Regions from separate parts of the Triticum aestivum genome. Here region 2 is linked to region 1. The links are chromatin contacts, called in public Hi-C maps. All regions are on one chromosome and are shown on one strand. The core of a region is the stretch at or near the end of the contact, and the rest is flanking DNA. Distances in the headings are between cores, read along the strand shown. Region 1 has its middle 170 kb from the start of LOC123113676. Region 2 has its middle 17 kb from the start of LOC123113677.

Region 1 (6,196 bases), core at 1,419-3,918:
GATAGCACTCTTCTTTCAAACACACCCAAAGGTGATGCATCCATGATCCATGGCACCATGAAACTACACTTTTCTTCGACGTGTTGGTTCTTTCCTCCTACCCAAGAAAAGCTCTTCTCCTCCCGTTGGTGCGGCCACTGGTCCGCCCAATCTTGGATGGCCTCTAGGCCATGGAGGTGTGGAGGATCTCGTCCCCGTGCCGACGGGAGGGACCCTGCTCTCTTTCTTGTTAGGTTCAGTGTCTTGGTTGGTGTTGTATGGCGGCAGCGAGTCCCTTTGTAGGAATAATGCCTCCCACGTTCTATCCCTGCCTCAATGGCGCGACTAGAATCGTCAGAGGGCGTATGGAGGTGTGTCTCCGTCGGATCTCGGGGGATTTGGGCGGTGCTGGTCTTCGGTGGATCTGTTTGTATCCAGTCTTCGTTCGGGTGTTTACAGGTTTGATCCTTCTAATCTACGAGTTTCTTTATCGCGATGGTTGCTACTCTAGTGCGCTGGTCCTATGGGGCCTTAGCACGATGACTTCCCGACTGTCTACTACAACCAGGTTTGCCCAACTCCGGTGAGGGAGGGGCGATCACGGCGGCACGCTCCAGTGCTTGTAGTCGTGACTAGATGGTTCATGGACACGATTGTAATTTTTATTACATCTGTTGTTTTTGTACAATCATGATGGAAGATGTATAGATTGGTAGTTTTTTTTTAAAAAAAACTAGACTTTTCCTCCCTGAGAAAGCATGACACTTTTTAGGACGACGCAAGGGCCGGGGACGCGGGGATTTAGCGGACATGCACCAGCAGAACATAATGCAGCGTGCAGAGCTTTGGCGTTAAGCGACGTGTGTGCAGTGCAGAGCGTACGAGCTTGCTAGGTCAATTAAGGGGAGCTAGCAATCAATAAACGAGGGCCCCGTCTCGAGAGAGCTCACATCAGCTGTTACTTCCGCGGAAAAGCAACAAGGCAGGCAGTGGCGACTGCTCCCCCTTCTCGTCAACAACTATGGCGATTGATGTGTGCTGCTGTCCTCTTCATCTTCAAGGCCGATGTACTACGATGCCACAATGATTGTATTTTCGACATCGACATGCATGGTTTGTTGGGAGACAGAAACCAAATGAAATTATGGTGGATTAACATGGTTTATTAATCTCAGTGGCAGACACCAAATAATACTACAATTGTAAAGTAACACGGTTTATTCCAGAGAGAGAGAGAGAGAGAGAGAGAGAGAGAGAGAGAGAGCTAGGTGATCAAGAGGGTTCGGCTCGTCTGCAGTCGTGAAGTTACTGTACAGGCCGTCATCCGCAACGTTAGCGATGCCTCCTGCCGCCGCCGAAGCTCCATCCACCGCCAGAAACTCCTCCAACATGCACGCCATGATAGACATCTTCATCTGGATGTACGCCAATGCCGTCCTGATGCATATCCTCGGCCTTGCGTGGAACGCCGAACGCCATGCATTCGAAGGGCTCATTTCATACTTCAGTGTCACAATAAATAACCACTCCGTATGGTAGAGAGGGACAAAGGGGCCCAAAAGGTTGGACCCAGTAAGTACTAGCCTCACTACTCACCACTCAATGTACTACCTGAAACCTTCACTTTAGCTAGGTGCAATATTTATCCACTAAAAAAAGGCTGGCTAGGTGCAATATCTTGGCACCGTAAGAAAGCAATGGCTTTGGTGCCATGTGTTTGGACAGATTAAGAAACCAAGTGTGGTGCTTAATTAGTGGTTGATGGAGTAGGGATTTGGGTGGTGGTTGAGAGGTGAACAGGGTTTGCTTGTGTCCAACTTCATCATTTGTGTCGTCCCTCCCTTTTCTCGGTCGTGTCTGAGCGAGCTGGCTGCGAGTGCCTCCCTTTCTTTCCCCAATCTTATCTCAAGATTGACACGGCTACCTAATTCTGTGTTTTTCGTAGTACAATAATAAGCATCTAGCTACAACTTGAAATCTACTCCTAAGTAGGCAGGTAGGGGAGGAGAGACGATCGATCCGCGGGCAGTCTCTTGCATCATTTTGCTAAGTAACCATTTTTAGCATTATGAACGGCGCCATGCACAAAGACCGGTACTTACGGCTCAGAACATCCGTGAAACATGCAAATGCAATGGAATAAAGCTGAAGCAAACTTGCTTGTTGAGGTAACCTTGCTGCATGCGTGCTGAAAGGGGTTGCACCACGGCGCACCTCCGAATGATCTCTCACTTGCACCCAAGAAGCAAAGGTTAAAAGGGACATGTGCACGCAGCATGAGTGAGTGCTTTGCGTCCCTCGCTCCCATTGGGCCGGAGAACCTCCAAATGATGCGCATGCTGCACGCCCCGGCCGAGGGCCGACCCGTGGTGGTTCCCCTCAGAGTCTTTCTGCCTGCCTGCTATGTCCATCTTGAACTTCCTCTGAATATCATCAACAAAATGAGCATCGCGTGATCAGGCGGACTACACATGCGGTGCGAGCGTCCACGTCGTTGCCCTGTGATCGCAGACAGGAAAGGAACTTGAGCTACACCTACACAGGTGAAGTGACAGTGCTGTACATGGAGGCCAACGGGCAAATTTACGTCCGCCGTGACGTCAATTGCGAGTTCGATGTCTCGGAGAGGGACGGTCGGGGAAGCCAGGGCTCCGGCATTGCATGCGCGGCGCGTGACTGGATGACGGCGACCGACACCGTGGGGTTGTGATTGCGAGACGACACTGCACGGCATTGTGCCGCGTCGCTGCTTGCTCTTCTGGCTGGACTCACACTGGAGAGCGACGTGCCCACCACGACCTAGTGTTTTTTTTTCAATCTTGGACGTGTATTCCTTTTTCCGATCGCAACTTTCGTGGGCCTCTCTACCCGGTTAAGGATAAGAAACAATATGGATTGATATCGGGCCATGGGGCGAGCAAAACGAGATTGCAAGATAGGCCGGCAGCAGGGCCATGAAATATCGGGCAGACCTATGTCTTGCTTTTTTTTAAGTCTAAACACACTTTATTAATCAACAATATTTATTTGTGCCTCTTCCTTCGAACTGGCTAATAGTAGATCTAATCTCTCTAAATGTGTGCTAGCATGTGTGCCTTCGTGTTCTTATGAATGCCATCTACCACGACCCGGCAGTCCGACATAGGTTGGTTGTAGCGGGATGTAGGTTGCGCTCGCGTCAGACACCTGCCTAAGAGCATGGTTAATAGTACAACCAACTGATGGCCATATGACATTGTCATGTAATCTATAGCCAATCTTTGTAGCCTTCAAATATAATAGTAAGATACAAAGATGTGCTACTTCATTAATAAATGACCCACCTTTCACTCTCAAATAATGCCTAGGAGCACGTGCTACAGCTGGCTCTTATTCTGTAGTCGGCTGCTCTTCTCTCTCCTCTCCTCTCCTCTCAATGTCAGCAAAAAAAATAATGTTTTAACCCTTACAGTCTGCTTACATAAGCTTATTATACTTGATCTAAATGGGCTGGCCCAGCGCGCCGAGCATTTAAAGAGTTAACCAAGCATTAATTTTTTTAAATGTGTACAGAGAAAACATTTCTCATGTATACGAAAAATGTAAACAATAAATATACAATATACATTTAAAGAGTTGATCATGTATTTCATAAATTTTAAGAAAATATTTGAAAAATGCTAATCATGCATTTGAAAATCTTAAATGTGTATACAAAGATATTTGACGTGTATACCAAAAATATATACAAAACAAATACAATGTGTATGAGAAAATATTTATCATGCATTTTAAAAATGTTAAATGTGTATTAAAAATGGTCCTGGTGTATACAAAAATTACACGGTGTGTCTAAAAAATGTTTATATCCATTAAAAATGTTCGATATGTATTAAAAAATGTTAATCTAGAATTTGAAAAAAATAAACATGTCTATAAAAAATGTACTCCCTCTGTAAAGAAATATAAGAGTGTTTAGATCACTAAAGTTGTGATCTAAATGCACTTACACTTCTTTACGAGGGAGTATTAGATATATACCAATGTGTATGGAAATAATTAGACATAAAATAATTAGTTAAAAATGCTAATCATGTATTTAGAAAATTCTAAACATATATATGAAATATGTTTCTGATGTATAAGAAAAATGTAGAATGTTTACTGAAAAAAATTGACATGTGTTGAACAAAATAGAAACCGGTAAAAATGGACAAATAAACAAAGAAATCAAATAAATCAAAAAAGAGAATGAAAACTGAAGAAAACCAATAAAAATAATGAAAGAGTCAAAACCAGGAAAGAAAAAAACAAAAAGAAAAAGGATGAATACCAACAAAGAAACAAGAAAACTGAAGAACAATAAAGAAAATAGGAATGAAAAGATGAATGTTGACCACGTATATAGAAATGTTCCTAATGTATACAGAAAATGTATATGGTGTGGGAAAAATGTTTATTGTCATTATTATTTTTATCGTGTATTTGAAATATATTAACCAAGTATTCGTAAAAGTGTACAAATCTTGTATTTAAGAAAAGATGTACATAGTTTATTTGAAAAATGTTCAACAATGGTCAACAAAAGTGATTTACCTGTGCACTAAAAATGTCAATTGTATAGAAAAGTAGACATGTGTTGGAAAAAGGTAACCAATAAAAACCAACAAAGAAACAAAGCAAGACAAGGAAAACCAATGAAGGCCAAAATGAAACAAAGATTAAAAAAGAAAGAAAGCAGAAGAAATACCCGTGCAAAAAAAGGAAAAGAAAGAACTAAAAAAACAGAGAAAACTGAAAAAAGCAAAGAAAGATGAAAAAGCCAATAATAATCAAGAAAGGAACAAAAAGTGAAGACAATGAATTTAAATACAAATAAAAACCAAAGAAAACCAATGCACAACATTGCAAACAGTAAAAGCGAGAAAAAAAAGGAAACCAAGAAAAACTAAGAAAAGCAAAGAAAAACAGTAAAGGAAAAAAGAAAAAAAAATCCAAAACCCGAACTATACCAACTAGCGAACCCGAGCGAAACATGAGCGAGCGTCCGAACGTTACAGGGATCTAACACTCACTTAAGATTCTCACTCGATCTAGCCAACGTCCAATACAACTTGGAGACAAACAAGAGGAGGATTTGAGAAGTAGAGCCGAGAGGTGGAGAGGGGATCACCACAGGCGGATGATCTAGGGCTTTGATCTCAACTTAACATCGTTAGCCCACATCGGGCCTTCGTAGCGTGGGTTGCCTGGCGCTCTCTCCTGGCCCGGGTGGGCTTTGCCTGGCCGTTGGGTTGTTGCGGTCCACGTATTTTCCTGTGACAGAATGAGCGAACGAGTGAGCTTAGCTTATGAAAAAAAAAGAAACGGGTCAATGGCTCCTGCGACACCTAGGTGCTCTCTAAATGGTCCAGCCCAAGCGCACAAAGGGCCACAACCTCGTTTTTTCGGGGGGTTTTCACTTTGGTTTCTTTATTTCGTCTATACTTCCAAATACTCTAAATAATATACTACAAAAACACTTTAAATGCAAAATTTTGGAAAATTTTTAAAGCATTTAAAAATGTTAAATGTGTATACAGAAAATGTTTTTCATGTGTATGAAAATGTAAACCAAAAATATACAATGTGTTTGAAAAAAGTTGATCATGCATTTGAAAAGTTTTAATCAAGCCTTTGAAAAAGAGTTAAAAAAATATTTAAAAAGTATTAATCAAGAATTTGATAGATGTTAAATATGTATAGAAAAAATGTTAACCATGTATTAAAAAATGTTTAACATCCACCCTCTGTAAAGAAATATAAGACCTTTAGATCACTAAAGTACTGATCTAAATTGTCTTCTATTTTCTTCACAGTGGGAGTATTTGAAAAATATTAATCAAGCCTTTGAAAATAAGGTTAAATGTGTATAGAAAAAATGTTGACCATTAATTCAAAAAATGCTAACCTTCTATTGTATTAAAAAAATTTGATCTTTTATTTCAAAAATGTTAATCAACCATATGAAAGATGTTAAATGTATATAGAAAAAATGTTGACCATGTATTTAAAAATTGTTTATCTTGCATTTAAAAAAATGTTAATCAAGCATTAGAAAAATGTTAAATGTGTATAGAAAAATATTGACCATTCATGAAGAAAATATTAATAAAGCATTTCAGAATGTTACAAATGTGTACAGCAAAAAATGCTAACCATGTCTTCAAAAAATGTTAATCTTGTATTCTACAAATAT
Region 2 (5,599 bases), core at 2,755-5,254, 230 kb before region 1:
GCGGAAGCTCGATATACATTTGTCCTTGATGTTTTGATTTTTCAGCTACGGTTCGAAAACATTTTTCTATCACCAATTGTCGGAGTATACCCACATAGTATTAGCACAACATACCCATGTTGTCCTTCATTTTTCCGAGAAAACACATGTTGTACTACAAGTGCTTCGAATAAAGATAAGCATCATATTTAGGGAGGACTAAAAAATTCATTTCCCAATTTACCTTCATCGCAAACTCCCATACAGATACAACTACAAACTGTTCAAATAATATGAAATTTAATTCCTACATAAAATATACTCCCTCCGTCCATAATATAAGCGTGTTTTTGACACTAGTGTAGTGTCAAAAGCACTCTTATATATTAATGGACGGAGGAAGTATAACAGTAGAGTATTTATTGTAGATTTCTAAGAAATTCGGTTGGATCGATGGTGCTTGGAGCTACCAAGCGCAAAGATCTTCTCAAACGAGTGATGACTGACAAAACCTAAAAATAAATTTCAGCATCAAATTTTGCAACGAGCAAAACAAGAGCATCCCTGGTCAAATTTGGCTAACATGATGTTCGCGGACAAGAGCCTGCCTCCCCCATTTGTTCACTTGGGCAACCACATTCGTCGTATTTAAAATCTCGAATCAATGCAACCTCAAAAAAGGAAATCTCAAATCAATGGAAAGGCATGCACAAGATCATTCGATCAATATAGCAGGCAACCATTTCAAGATTCAAGATAGGTCATAATAACCCATGATGAAAAGAAAACAAACAATTTATAAATCAATTATCCTTACTGTATCCTTCTTTTCTTGATCAACCATTTCCTCTAAGTTTTCTTATGGTTGGAATTGGATAGGGTTGGTTTAGGTGGTGGCCCTAGTGCCCTACGGAAGCTCGAGAGACATTTGTGCAAGATGTTTCAATTTTTCAACTACAGTTTCAAAAATATTTTTCTATCACCGGTCGTCGGATTATATCTAGAGAGTGGTAGGGCAACCTACCCGTGTTGTGCTTCATTCTTTCGGTAAAACACATGTTGTACTACAACCGCTTCAAATAAATTAAGCAGTATATTTGGGGAGAACTAAAAAATTCACTTCCTAATTCACGTTCATCGTAAACGCCCATACATTTGTAAATTGTTCAAATAATGAGAAGTTTAATTACTAAATAAAATATATATTATTAGAGTATTTATTCTAGATTCCAAAGAAATTCGGTTGGGTTGATGGTGATCGGAGCTATCGAGCGCAAAGATATTCTCAAAACATTGATGGCTCACAAACCCTAAAATAAATCTCAGCATCAGATTTTGCAACGACCAAAACGAGAGCATCTCTGATCAAATATGGCTAACGTGATGTCCACGGACAAGATCCTGACGCCCATGGCAACCACACTGGTCGTATTCAAAATCTTGAATCAATAATACCTCAAAAAAGGATATCTCAAATCAATGCAAAGGCATGCACGAGATCATTCAATCAATATAGCAGACAACCAATTCAACGATTCAAGATAGGTCAGAATAATCCATGATGAAAAAACAACCCCCAATATCCACCCCAAATGCACGGGCAGGCTGCCCAGTCACTATCCGGACGAAACATTGCCACCCAAGCAGACCTAGCAAATCCGGCCCAAACGCTCAGATTGACCGGTATTCTCCCTACCCGCACCATATCTGGGGCGTATATGGGGACGCCCGCATCCGCATGCAACCTGATTCTGGTGAGTTCAGCCAGCTGCTTACCAATCCTATATTAATGTCATAGTAGTAGCATTTCCTTCTGAGGCATGGATTCTTACTATTGTATAGGATTTGTTCCGATATACAAAACTGTTGACTGTTGTAGAATGCCGGATCCAATCTGGCTGGAACGTATTGCTATTTATAACAGTATTACGTTCCTAGCATTTCTTATTCAGAATAGCTATGCAGGTGGGGTAAAAGATTATTTCTGCGTGTGATCACATCTTATGAACACACATAGCTTCTCTCTGATTGCCCAGTCGCTTGCTTCTTCTGATGTCAATGCCGGTGAGACCAGTGATCTGGGAATAGCTATGTTTCTTCTACATAGTTCAGTCTTGCGAAAAACACAAACGATTTATATCTACGGCTATTGCCAATGAGTCGGGTTTTGGCATACTGCTGAAACACAGCTGCCTTGCCCCTTTGTGTCATCCTCTGTACCTCACCGCCAATGTATGTAGGAGTACTTCTTTATGGTACTTTACATATTATGCAACAGAGGCACTACTATACAATTCATACAGAGATAATTTGTACTATCACCCTGGCCCCGCCCCTATGTTCAGCGCCGCTCCTATTTGGCGCATGGGTCCCTGTGGTAGTGACCTAACGTGTACACCCCCCCCCCCCCCCCCTCCGGGCAAGCGGCTGTCCAGTGTATGTCCCAGGCCATTTGGGAAAATTTCACCTGTTTTGGCAAGGTTCTAGAACCTTCCCTGAACCAGTTTTCCCTTTTTTTGCCTGGTGATTTATTTATTTTTGTTTTTCGTTTTTCTTTTCTTCTTTTCTTTGTTCTTTTAATCTTATTTTTCTTTTTCCATTTTGTCATTTCTTTTTCCTTTGTTCATTTTTTATTTTCTTCTTCTTTTTCATTCCCCTTTTTTATTTTTAGATTTTTCACTTTGGAAACATCTTCCAAATTCATGAACATTCTTTTGAAATCATGAACATCTTTTACAAATTCAAGAAAACAAATTACAACTTCATGAATATTGTTGGAAACTTGTGAACATTTTTTTGACTCAGCGGACAATTTTAGTAATTCACGGATTTTTTTTCCTTTTGACGAACATTTTTCACATTCCTGGACATTTTTTTACTCAGTGAACAATTTTTGAATCGATGAACTGTTTTTTGATATTTGGGAGTATTTTTATAAATTCATGATTTTCTTTATTTTTGTGAACATTTTCCAAAATTTTAATGAACATATCTTGAATTCGCGAACATTTTTCCAGATTCATGAACATTTTCTGAACAAGCAAATGTTTTTTTCAAAGTCATGAATATTTTTTGATTTCCCGGACATTTTCTCTAGACTGTTAACATTTTTTTAATATGCGAGCACTTTTCAAAATAATGAACAAATTCACATTGGAGCAGGTGGAGACAAGTTCACGAGGGGGTGGTGAAGATCCCGAGGCCGAGGACCATGCAGCGATGCCCCCCCCCCCCCCCGTCTCAGGGGGGGGTGAAAACCAACTCCGATGGCGCTGTCGCCCGGAATGGGGATAAGGGTGGGGGTGGTGTGGTAATCCGGGATGATGGTGGTGCTTTCCTAGCTGGAGCTTGCCATTTATTCAACCGCCCTGACGGACCTGAAGCTGCAGAAATCCTCGCGTGTCGGAGAGGCATTCTGCTCGCTGTGGAGACAGGCTTTCAAAAAGTCCATCTAGAGTTGGACTGCCTGCCTGTGGTGCAAATGTTGAATGATCATCAGAAGAGCATGACGGATGTTGATCCGTGGATCGAGGAGATTAAGGAGCTGTTGCACACTCGTGCGGAGTATTGTGTGTCGTGGGTTAGTCGTTCCGCCAATGTTGCTGCTCACAAGTTTGCAAAGGTAGGTGTAGGTGATGGGTTGTGTAAGGTGTGGTTGGGGGCTCCCCCAGACTTTGTTCTTTCTGTAATTGCTGATGACATTTCCAGCTATGCTGGCTAAATAAGAAACAACAATGTTGATCCTCAAAAAAGAAACGAACAACTTTTTAATTCACGGACATTTGATGATTTTCCAACCACTTTTTAAAATCATGCGCATTTTATGATTTCTTGAATTTATTTTTAAGAATTCGCAATTTGTTTGAATTTTGAAACTTTTAAAAATCTTAAACTATTTTTAAAGAAAAAAAACAGAATGAAAAAGCAAGAAGGAAACGAAATGGAAAAACAGGGGAGTCCCACCTGCACATGGGCCAGCCCAAAACCACGTGAGGGTTGGAGCAGGAGGTGCGTGTCTATTCCCCGATCAGCGTGTAGGCCGATGAATAGGGGCCTCTCACCATCACCTATATCTCTTCACCAGCGCGGCAACTATATCTCGCTTAGTGCAAGTGCTCCTTCCGTCTCGTTTATAATGCCCCCACCTGTAGGTGGGCCATATTTGCTATTTTTTTCGTTCGCCGGTTTCAATTGTGTTCGCTGTGTTTGTTCGTTAGGTTGGTCCCCCCCCCCCCCCCCCCCCCCCGGTTTTTTCCTTACTGTTTTTCTTTGTTTTTTGACCATTTCTCTTCATCGTTTCACGGGTCTTATGATTTTATTTGTTCGTTCAAGGATTTCTTTTGTTTTTTCATGATCTTCTTTGTTATTCCTTGGTTTCCACTAGGTTTTTTATGTTCTTTCTTCTTTTCTTCAGTTTTTTGTTTCTTTCTCGAGTTTATTTGGTTTTTCAAGTTTTGGTTTTTCCTTTTTTGGTTTTTTTTCTGTTTTCTGTACAAATTCACCATTTTTCATATACATCGCACACATTTTTCATATACATGTTTAACGTTTCACAATGCGTTATTAATATTATTTTGAAATACATTTTTATGTCCACTTGTTTCATAAATGTATTACATTTTTGGAATATATCTAATACATTTATCCAATACACATTTAACATTTTTCATGTTCAAGTCAAACGTTTTTTTAAACATGGTCACCATTTTTGCTATGCACAATTTTAAAAAAATCAAATGCTTGATTAATATTTTTCAAATACAAGATTAACATCTTTTATTTACACGGTCAACATTTTCTCTATACATATTTACCTTTTTTTAAATGCTTGATTAACATTTTAGTATAACTTTATTTTTTTAATACATGGTCAACATTTTTTCTATACACATTTAGTTTTTCACATGCTTGATTTACATTTTGTTTTCCAAATGCTAGATTAACATGTTTTTAATACATGGTCAATATTTTTACTGTAAACATTAAAAAATTTCAAATACTTGTTTAACTTTTTTTTCAAAAGCTTGATTAAAATTTACACTTTGTAAATACATGTTCAAATTTCACATTATATTTTTTTCTATACATGAGAAACATTTTCTCTATACACATATATCATTTTTCGAATGCTTGACTGACATTTTTTTTCAAATCTTTTGCGTGAAGTGTTTTATGTGATATAGTAACTGAAAGTATAAACAAAAGTAAGAAAATAGTGCAAAAAACGAATACAAAAATGGGAGAAAATAAAAAGCAAAACAATTGAGGTTGTGGCCTCCCATACGCCTGGGCCGGCCCATCTTACACCTCCCATTAGGCGAGTATTTCCCCGAAATCACTGGTTGGGGAGTACTCGTTGCAAAGATCACCCCAATCTCCCCAGGTTGCGACAAGTGGCGCGTTGTATGTGCGCCACTTGTCGTGCGCCACTTGTCGCAACCTGGGAGTTTTCCCTTTTTTAGTAGATTCATTTATTCAAAACGTTTCATCTCTTAAACCGTGCGTCCAAATCTCGAACCGCTTTCACCGTTGGATTCCTCGCGTCGAGATCTTCAAAACTAGATCCCATGTTGATAGGTTTTGACGAATTTTTTTCACGAAAAAAACCAGACAAGAAAAC

The links. Hi-C and Micro-C count contacts between places; a contact is called where the count stands out from the background.
Region 2: a contact with region 1 is called in a Hi-C map of leaf, with 3 times the contacts expected there. The contact joins two enhancer-like sites. A contact is called at or near these places in 2 of 5 Hi-C or Micro-C datasets (both in leaf).

What each region holds. Positions count from the first base shown.
Region 1 is chr5B:619,246,668-619,252,863 of IWGSC CS RefSeq v2.1, reverse strand. No RefSeq gene overlaps it. Among protein-coding and RNA genes, the nearest start is that of LOC123113676, 170 kb to the right of the region's middle. Within about 2 kb of position 2,668, at least 3 of the 8 cell types and tissues checked have an H3K27ac peak or open chromatin away from gene starts, as enhancers often do. A contact at or near this core is called in leaf, where this site is marked.
Region 2 is chr5B:619,478,351-619,483,949 of IWGSC CS RefSeq v2.1, reverse strand. No RefSeq gene overlaps it. Among protein-coding and RNA genes, the nearest start is that of LOC123113677, 17 kb to the right of the region's middle. Within about 2 kb of position 4,004, at least 3 of the 8 cell types and tissues checked have an H3K27ac peak or open chromatin away from gene starts, as enhancers often do. A contact at or near this core is called in leaf, where this site is marked.